Regions from separate parts of the Mus musculus genome. Here region 1 is linked to region 2. The links are chromatin contacts, called in public HiChIP or PLAC-seq maps. All regions are on one chromosome and are shown on one strand. The core of a region is the stretch at or near the end of the contact, and the rest is flanking DNA. Distances in the headings are between cores, read along the strand shown.

Evidence for each region. HiChIP or PLAC-seq counts read pairs in DNA pulled down with a chosen protein or histone mark.
Region 1: a contact with region 2 is called in a BATF HiChIP or PLAC-seq map of CD8 T cells, with 14 read pairs. The contact joins two enhancer-like sites. A contact is called at or near these places in 1 of 15 datasets of contacts at CTCF or cohesin (CD8 T cells), 1 of 484 Hi-C or Micro-C datasets (Th2 cells), 2 of 115 datasets of contacts at active chromatin or transcription factors (CD8 T cells and embryonic stem cells) and 3 of 9 other capture datasets (adipose tissue, liver and pancreatic islet).

What each region holds. Positions count from the first base shown.
Region 1 is chr7:119,833,241-119,838,486 of GRCm38.p6, reverse strand. Rexo5 (RNA exonuclease 5) reads right to left here. Exons shown (of 20, transcript NM_001370778.1): 15 at 4,086-4,223. Among named protein-coding and RNA genes, the nearest start is that of Rexo5, 42 kb to the right of the region's middle. Within about 2 kb of position 2,281, at least 52 of the 459 cell types and tissues checked have an H3K27ac peak or open chromatin away from gene starts, as enhancers often do. A contact at or near this core is called in CD8 T cells and Th2 cells, where this site is marked.
Region 2 is chr7:119,911,548-119,916,630 of GRCm38.p6, reverse strand. It overlaps Lyrm1 (LYR motif containing 1), which reads right to left. Exons shown (of 4, transcript NM_001285959.1): 3 at 2,366-2,458; 4 at 1-490. The coding sequence ends at 374. Among named protein-coding and RNA genes, the nearest start is that of Lyrm1, 18 kb to the right of the region's middle. Within about 2 kb of position 3,775, at least 10 of the 459 cell types and tissues checked have an H3K27ac peak or open chromatin away from gene starts, as enhancers often do. A contact at or near this core is called in CD8 T cells and Th2 cells, where this site is marked.

The sequences.
Region 1 (5,246 bases), core at 1,032-3,531, 77 kb after region 2:
TGGAGAGATCAGGGATGCAGGGTTTATACCTAAACATCATAAATGCAATATAAAACAACCTGACAGTCAACATCAAATTTAGTGGAGAGAAACTTAAAGCAATTCTACTAAAATAAGGAACAAGACAAGGTTGCCCACTCTCTGTATCTATTCAATAGAACTTGAAGTTGTAGCTAGAGTAATGAGTGTATACAAATTGGAAAGAAAGTACTCAAAGTATTGCTTTTCACAGATGATATGATAGTATACATAAGTGATCCCAAAAAGTCTACCAGAGAACCCCTACAGTTGATACACACCTTCAGCAAAGTGTCTGGATACAAAGTTAACTAAAAAAAAATTAGTAGCCTTCCTTTATACAAAAGATAAACAGGCTGCAAATGAAACTAGGAAAACACCATACTTCATAATAGCAACAAATAATATATCTTGGTGTAACTCTAAGCAAGCAAGTGAAAGACCTGTATGACAAGAACTTCAAGTCTCTGAAGAAACTGAAGAAGATATCAGAACATAGAAAAATCTCTTATGCTCATAGGTGGGTAGGATTAACAGTAAAATGGCCATCCTTCCAAAAGCAATCTACAGATGCAACACAATTCCCATCAAAATTCCAATATAATTCTGTACAGACCTTGAAAGAACAATACTCAACTTCATATGGAAAAACAAAAACCAACCCCCCCCCCCAGGATAGCTAACACAATCCTATGTAATAAAAGAACTCCTGGAGGTATCACTATTCCTAATCTCACATTGTACTACAGACTAGTAGTAATAAAAACTGCATTAAAACCAGACAGGCTGATAAATGGAATCAAGTCGAAGATCCAGAAATAAACCCATACACCTATGGACACTTGATTTTTGACAAAGAAGCCAAAACAACAGGAAAAAAAAGAAAGCATCTTCAACAAATGTTGCTCGTCTAGCTGGTGGTCTGCAAGTAGAAAAATGCAAATAGATCCAAATCTATCATTCTGCACAAAATTAAAGTCCAAGTGGATCAAAGACTTCAAGATAAAACGGATATACTAAATCTAATAGGAGAGAAAGTGGAAAAGAGCCTGAAATGGATTGGCATAGTGTGGGAAGCCGTTACAGAGTGGCAGTTAGAGTGGCAGTTACAGAGTGGCAGTTACAGAGTGGCAGTTGCAGAGTGGCAGTTGGCTACAGCTGGCCACCACACATACATAGCCAGTAAAGGTTCTTTTGCCAAGGTGAGGTTTTGAGAATTGACAAAAGTTAACCAATCAGATGAGAGACAAGTTAACCAATCAGATGAGAGACAAGTTAACCAATCAGATGAGAGACAAGTTAACCAATCAGATGAGAGAGAACGCCTGTCCTAGGCCTATAAAAGCAGCACCAGTTCTGGGCTCGAGGTCTTTTCGCCTCTACAATCAAGCTCTCCCAATAAACGTGTGCAGAAGGATCCTGTTGCAGCGTCGTTCTTCCTGGCCAGTCGAGCGCGCGCAAGAGCATAGGGGAAATTTTTTCTGAACAGAACACCAAAATGGGATCTCATGAAACTGAAAAGCTTCTGCAAGGCAAAGGACACTGACATAAGACAAAGAGCAGCTTACAGAATGGGAATAGATCTTCACCAACCCTACATCTAACAGAGGGTGATATCCAAATATATAAAGAACTCAAGGAATTAGACATTAACAAACCAAATAATCCAGTTAAAAAATGAGGTACAGAGCTAAACAGAGAGTTCTCTACAGAGGACTCTAATGGCTAGGAAACAGTTAAAGAAGTGTTCAATATCAAGGAAGTGAAAATCAAAAGGACTCTGAGATTCTTACACTTGTCAGTATGGCTAAGATCAAATACTCAAGTGACAGTTCATGTTGGTGAAGAAATAGACCAAGAGGAACACTCAGCCATTGCTTGTGGGAGAGCAAACTTGTACAATCACTCTGGAAATCAATTTGGTGGTTTCTTAGAAAACAGGAAATAGTTTTACCTCAAGACCCAGCTACACTACTCCTAGGCATATACTCAAAATATGCTCCACCATACCACAAGGACACTTGTTCAACTGTGTTCATAGTAGCTTTAACCATAATAGCCAGAAACTGGAAACAATAGATATCCCTCAACTAAAGAAAAAATAAAGAAATGTGGTACATTTACACAATGAAATATTACTCAGCTATTAAAAACAATGAAATCATGAAATTTGCAGGGAAATAGAACTAGAAGAGGTCTTCCTGAGTGACGTAACCCAGATAGAAAGATAAAGTATGTACTCACTCAAAGTAAGTACTCATTTCTAAACCATGCTACAAACCACAGAGCCAAAGAAGCTAAATAACAAGTGAGGCCCAAGGGCGGATGCTTGAATCTCACTGAGAAGGGGAAATAAAACAGACACTGGGGATCAACTGACGGAGAAAACTGGGTACGAGAAGGGGTAGGGAGGATAACAGGAGGGATCAAGTATTGAGAAGAAAGAGGGAGAGAGAATTGGCACCTCTGAGAGAAGCTAGAAAGCTAGGAAAACGGAAGCTCCCAGCAATCTCTGAGGGTAACCCCAGCTAAGACTCCTTAGCAATAGGAGATATGGACCCTGAACAGGTCATCTCCAAGACTTCCAAAGTAGGGATGGCAACACAAACCTATCCACAAAACTTTTGACCTGTAATTTTTCCTGCCTATAATATGTGCAGGGAGCAGAGATCAATGGAACAGCCAACCAATAACTGGCCAGAGATCAATGGAATGACCAACCAATAACTGGCCCAACTTGAGACCCATGCCATGGGAGAGAGCCAATCCCGGACACTGTTAATGATAGTCTGCTGTACTTGCAGAGAGGAATCTAGGGTAACTGTCATCTGAGAGGCCTCACCCAGCAGCTGATGGAAAGAGATGAAGAGAGCCACAGCTAAGCATTGGGCAGAACATGGGGAGTCTTTGGAAGAGAGGGAGGAAGGATTAAAGGAGCCAGAGAGGTCAAGAAACCACAGGAAAACCTACAGAATCAACTAACCTGGGCCCATAAGGACTCACTGAGCTTGAACCACTAAGCAGAGAACATGTATGGGATAGACATAGTTCCTCAGGGCCTTCTCTGACTCTGTTGCCTGCCTTTGGATCCCTTTCTCCTAACTGGGCTGCCTTGTCTAGCCTCAATAGAGGAAGATACACCTAGTCCTAGTACAACTTGATACACCAAGACAAGCTGATATCTATAGGAGGCCACCTCTTCTCTGAGGAGAAAGGGAAGAGAGCATGGGGTGGGGGAGAAGGAGAGACTGGGAGAAGAGGGAGAGGGAAGCTGTGATCAGGATATAAAGTAAATAAATAATAAAAAAAAAAAAACAGTATACAAAATTTACTCCAAGAGACTGGGAAATTAGAATAAGAAAAGTGCTGGCAGTGGTGGCACACACCTTTAATCCCAGCACTCGGGAGGCAGAGTTCTGAGAAACTTTCTGAGTTCGAGGCCAGCCCGGTCTACTGAGTGACTTCCAGGACAGCCAGGGCTACAGAGAAACCCTATCTCGTAAAACCAAAAAATAAATAAGTAAATAAATAAATAAAATAAGAAAAGCAGGCCTACAGTACCTTTAATATACTAAATAACTTTTTCTTTAAAAAAAAAGAAAAAAGAAAGAAAATTGAAGTTGGGTAGAGTGTGTGGTAGCGTACACCTATAATTCCAACTATTCAGGAGGATTGCATATTTTATACCAACATAGGCTGTGCAATGAGCCCCTCTGTCTAAAATAAAAAATGGTTAGAAATGTAGTGAGGTCACAATCAGGAGGCACAAAGGCTACATTCAAATAGCAGGGATTTTGTTGTTTTGCCTCCTGGAGTTCTGAGATTAAAGGCATGTGCTACCACGACTGGCTTCAGTAGACATATTTTCTTCTGGCCTACATGGCAGATTTCTCTTTAAGCAAAACAAAATAAAAATTATAAATAAACAAAAACATAAGCTCTAGAAAACCTGATTATTTATGAGTCACACAGAGCTGGGCACTCTCAAGCTCACTGTACTATTAGCTGCACAGCCCCCACAACCACCTGATTTTTCTAAGTCAAAACCCTTAATTTTCTCATCTTACCCTGTAAGTTTCAAGAACAAGAGTGATTGAGTGTACTGGGCCCAAGCTACTAAACACCTTCTTCAGAGCCCCGACGTTACAATCTTTGCTAAATGGCCCAGCATAGACAGTTGACATTTGTGTCCACTTGGTCTTCATCTATAGGACAAATAACAGAACAAAGAGGTAGCTGTGAAAAGGAACTGAAACCATAAGGCAAAGCATGTCTTACCTTTTCAAATGTCTAAAGTTCAGAGTTATTAAAAGTCTGGAAATATGGCTTAGTGGTGAAGAGCACTTTTTGCTCTTGCAGAAGATCTAGGTTTGGTACCCAGCACTCACATGGTGGTTTATAACCATTTATAACCAGTTCCAGGGAACCTGTTGCCCTCTTCTGACTTCCAAGGGCACCAAACACAAATGCAGAACACACACATACTTGCAGAAAAAACATTCCCACATAAAAAATAAAATAAATAAACCTTTAAAAAGTTACCATAGATATAGGCATAGATGGGAGGCAAAGGTAGGAGGATCTCTGTGAGTATGAGGCCAGCCTTGTTTCCAGAGAGAAAGAGGGGCAGGGGGAGGGGGAGGGAGAGGGAGAAGGAGGGGAGGGGAGGGCGAGGGGAATGGGGAGGGGGAGAGAGGGGGAGAGAGAGAGAGAAAGAGAGAGAGAGAGAGAGAGAGAGAGAGAGAGAGAGAGAGAGAGAGAGAGAGAGAGAGATCAATTAATTCATGACAGCCAGGACTACATAAAGACCCTATCTCAAAAAACAAGAAACAGCCAGGCAGTGGTAGCACACTCCTTTGATCCCAGCACTTGGGAGGCAGAGGCAGGCGGATCTCTGAGCCAGCCTGGTCTACAGAGTGAGTTCCAGGACAGCCAGGGCTACACAGAGAAACCCTGTCTCGAAAAACAAAACAAACAAACAAAGAAACAAACAAAAAACCAAGAAACAAATAAAATAAACAAAGAGTTTATATTCAAGGATGCAAGAGAATTTATAATAGAAAAATTTATTTATAATAGAAAAAATTAAAAATACAAATGCTCTCAATAATAGGTATATCACATAGTAGTAGTATACCTTAAAAATAAGAAAAATAAACTAAATAATAACATAAGAGGAGGTATTTTAAGTTAAATAAAATATAAAGTTGCAAGAATGGGCTCAATGG
Region 2 (5,083 bases), core at 2,526-5,025:
AAGTTTTGGGGAGAAGGGTAGCTTTGGAGCCATGTGAACTTGCAGCAATTAGCTAATCCCTTTGCATCCGATGCACACTGGATGGCAGCCCCAAGAATTCCCTTCAGCCTTCCTCTGTAGGCCGCAGATAGCTCCCAAGGACAACTTCAGTGAAGATGTAAAGTCCATGACCTCTAGGGACAATGTCATAGTTCAAGCAGCAAGCAAGACCCTGAAAAACCTTAGGGATGCCTGCAGCCACATGTCATAGGTTAAGACCAATTTTGGAGGTCTGAAGGTAGTAGTTTTGCTTCTAGTCAAGAAGGATATATTGCCTGGTTTACATTCAAAACTGAGTTGGCTCACCATTCTCAAAAGTAAAGTGTCCTCTTTGTTAGGAAACTTCATCATGAGACTTCAGATACACTGGTTTGGAAAGTTTTCTCAGTTTTTCCTGGGTTTGAAGTCCCCGACCTCGTCGTGCGGTGAGACCCATTGGAGGCAGATGGATCTGAGTGAGAATAATGATATGAAGAATCATTAATCACTAGTGTAGCTTATATTCACCGAGGAGTTACTGTTTTTCAGTGCTAAATCGACCACAGACTCATTACTATTCATATGTCTGAATTCACTGATCTATCCTTATGATAGCCTCTTAAGCCATTTTTTTCTTTATTAAAAATTAATTTATTTATTATGTATACAGCATTCTGCTTGCATGTATACCTGCAGGCAGAAGAGGTACCAGATCTCATTACAGATGGTTGAGCCAGCTGGGAATTGAACTCAGGTCCTCTGGAAGAGCAGCCAGTGCTCTTAACCTCTGAGCCATCTCTCAAGCCCCCCTCCTAAGCCATTTTAAAATAATTTTTATAGATAAAAAAATGGAGGCTCAGAGAAACTGAATACTAGCTTGTTCAAAGTCACACAGGAAGTGGTAGAAAGGGATCTAAAGCCAGATCTGGTTTAGAGCTTGCATCCATCTATTCCACTGTGCCTAGACACAGGAAAAGAAATACAGATCCATTCAGCAAAATGGGCACACAAGGAAGGAAAAAGGGAAAAGGTGCTTGGGTGCGAAGATGTTCAATGCACAATGGGCCAACTCAAATGTTTACTGAGGTAGAAAATGTTTACAGTATGGCTCGCTTACAGTATGGCTCTCATGGCTAATTTTATGAGTAAATCTGATTGACTTTCACTAAGAATCATTTCTGGGTGTATGTGTGAGGGTACTTGGAGATAAGATGAAGTGGTAGATTCAAAAAATTGCCCTCCCCAATGTGGAGGGCCATCCTCCAAACTAGTGGGGCTTGAAAAGAAAAAGGCAAAGGATGAATCCACTTCTTTTGCTTCTTGCTCATCTTATTTGAGTTGAGACATCCCATTTTTTCTGCTTCCACTCTAGATTTCTATCATCAGCCTCTTTGATTCTTAGGCCTTCCAGATCAGGCTGAATTATGTCACTAGCTTTGTCCTGGGTGTTCAGCCTCCATAACTGTGTGATCTGTTTCTATCCATCCATGCATCCATCCATCCATCAATCTATAGCTTCTGATCTCCTTCCTTCCTTCTGTTTCTTGGAGGAACCCTGACTTGTACAATGAGTGCACATTCTTACAATATCATACAATGCAAACATTTAGGATTGAGGCAGAGCTGTATACAAAGATGCTCAGAAGAGATGAAATAAAATCAGTAGGTTAAAAAATATATACCTAGAATCTCATGTATAAAAGAATGTGCGTGAGCTGGGCGTGGTGGCCCATGCCTTTAATCCCAGCATTCAGGAGGCAGAGGCAGGCGGATTTCTGAGTTCAAGCCCAGCCTGGTCTACAGAGCGAGTTCCAGGACAGCCAGGGCTATACAGAGAAATCCTGTCTCGAAAAAACCAAAAAAAAAAAAGTGTGTGTGTGTAAAACTAATATTACCAACTAATATTACCAGGTAAGTCAAAGAGTTGAAAACTGGACATTTTAAAACTACATTGGTCTCTTCCAAAAGGTGAGAATTTTTGACAATTTTCACTTTTTTCTTTCTGTAATCTTTTAATATCTGAACTTTACTTTTTTCGTATCTAAAAAGCTTTCCTTTTATACTAAAGAAAATAAATGCATCTCTATAAAACTATGGGTGAAGGCCCAAAGAGTAGCTTTATATCTAGGAGCTGCTTTCCCCTTCCAGCTTGCGGGAAGCTGCACCAGAAGAGACCAGGCATTATATCCGTGTAGACAGTGGTTTACTGTGACGGGTAGTGGCATGCCAGGATAACGTACTTCCAGCACGCTTCCTCCCATGGCTCTTGCTCCTCTGTGAATGTTAGCCCTCGTGGTACACACCCTTAGAAAGACCTGCACTGCCCAGGGGCGGCGCTCATACTCACAGGGCGTGGATAAGGGATCTGGTAATGCAGTCCAATCTCAATCCGGGCCGTGCATTCAACTATGCATTGTTTAATCAGCTCTGGGTCTGTGAGCTGGTTAAGGGGAAATAAGCGAGACATTTAGTATCTTTCTAATGATATATAAAATATAGAGTTTCTTAAACTCTTTAGTTCACTACCAAGGAAACTCGATATTGGAAAAGGCCTTTCCTATCTTGTTTTCCAGTTAGCCTTCTTATGAATCCTTCCAAGGTTAGTCTATGAATATATAAACCTAAATACAGAGAATTGGCCTTTTAAAAATATTTCTCATTGATTATCTTGTGTGTATAGCGCAGGGAGTGTGCACATCCATTGTACACACACTGTGGTGCGCGCACCGCGTTGGTGTGGAGTTGCTTCTCTCCTTTTGTCTGTCTTTGAGCTCCAGGGATTGAGCTCAGCTCATCCAGCTTGTGCACTGAACACCTTTATCCAGTGAGCCATCTCACTGGCCCTGGTCTCTTCTTATAGAGATAGCTTTATAAGTCTTGCTTTTTCGTTAACATAATTTCAAGCTCTTTTGGTATTCAGACATCAGGAACTACTCTTCCTGAAAATTTACAAAAAAATCAACATCAGGCTTTATTATAATTTAACCACTGTATTATTTATGAGCATTTTGGTTATTTTCAGCCCTTTCCCATTATAAACAATTCTGCTGCTACAGATCTTTATGCAATTTTTTTCTCACATGCTAATGTATCTAAGAGATGAATTCTTACAGCAGAGAAGGTTAAGACAAAGGGGTTATACAGGTTCATACTTTTTTTTTTTTTACAGTATTCCCAAGTTACCTTCTGGAGTTACACCAATTCATGTCTCCATCAACAGTCTGCAAACTAGCATCCCCTCCAACACCAAGTGAGAGAGCTATTCCACACGCTCTCCACACCGACTCTCTTAAGTATTGGCTCTCAAGCTTTCCAATGCTGCAGCAGTTAATACAGTTCCTCATGCTATAGTGACATCCCCACTGTAAAATCATTTTGGTTGCTACTTCATAACTAATTTTACAACATAAATATCTGTGTTTTCCCATGGTCTTAAGTGATGCCCATGAAAAGGTCATTTGATCCCCCAAAGTGGTCATGACCCACAGGCTGAGACCCATTGCTCCACAGAAATCTGGTTTTTCAGCAAAAAGACTGGAGAACGGTTTACCTCATATTTTAAACTATAAATTGCCATGTTCATTAGTATGGGGCAAAAAGGAGTTTTGAAATCCCAAATCACTCAAATTGTGATAATGTATTTTTGAGTAAAAGAATGAAATGTTCACTTTGGGGGAAACACACACACACACAAGGCCAAATCAAGGAGAGAAACTTTCATTCTGAGGATGTAAAAAAACCACAAAACCCAACCAACCAATCAACCAACAACGAACAGTACATGGATCTTCTATCCATTTGTGAGTGCTTCAAAGTAGTTCGAGGATTGCATCAGCTTCAGATGACAACCAAATTGAAGTCTTGGCCCATGTGGCTTGATAATTCCAAGGGAGTTCTTGTCCCTTGGTGCTTCTTGGAGTTCCAGGAACAGCAGCACAGAGAACTGAGCTGAGTCCCTTAGGGCAGAGGCTCAACTCCCTGACCCCTACAGCCTCAGAAGCTAAGTGCTGCTATCGACATTGGGAATGGTTCTCATGTTGCCACTGGCCTGCTTGGGATTCAGAGCAATGAATACGATACCTCTGGATTATTATTCTTAAAGTCTTAGTGCAACTGGGTTATAGTAAACTGTTTCTGTCTACATCAGGAACCTTGGGGAAAGAAAAAGCCTCCTGACAATGATATTGCTAAGAGGGTTGGGGCTTCTTAAACTTCAGCACTCTATCATCTATATAACCTTGGGCTACAGTTCTCCAAATTCAGCTATTCACAGGATGCTGCATGATTTTTTGACATGGACACACCACCCTTGTCTCATCCTTGGCTAGGTCAAAGCTTAAAAATTATTCTAAAATAAATGAAAACCTAATCTTGACTAGTTCTCAGACAATTTTGTCTGCTCAGGTTTACTGGGTATATGCCACAGCCAGGCCATACTCATGGCCCTGACTCATGGAGTCATATCACCGCTTTCAGCTACCAAAGATACCATCTGAACAGAACACCTCTTGAACACCAAAAAGGCATAGAAGAAGCCAGATGAGTGACACGGTTTAAAATAGTGTCTTCTGGATGTGACAGACCTGTTGTATTTGTGAATTCACTGCAGCTGTGTTTGCCTGCATAAGACCCATACCAGACCAAGCAGGCCACATTCCAGCACAGGCAGGAGAGGCAGTCATGAGCCCCATCCCTATCTGAGGAGCTTTTGACAGCTACTGGCTGCTGGAGGAAAGTGAGTCAGTTCTCTTTAAGGGTATGGCCCCTGGAAGGTCAAACACACTCAGGGGGACAGTTCCACACCCACGAGTACATGGGCAGCACAAACTGGACTTGGTGCTTTACTTAAAAAAGTAAAAAAAGAGGGCACGAAGTTGAGGTAGATATGGTGAATCTGGGAAAAGTTTAGGGCTAAATATTGTAAAAATATATTGTGTACATGTATGAAAAAATGTAAAGGTTGGGTGTGGTGGCACATATACACCTTTAATCCCATCACTTAAAACAGGCTAGTGGCTCTCTTGAGTCACAGAACAGCCATGGCTATATACAGTCACTGTATTTA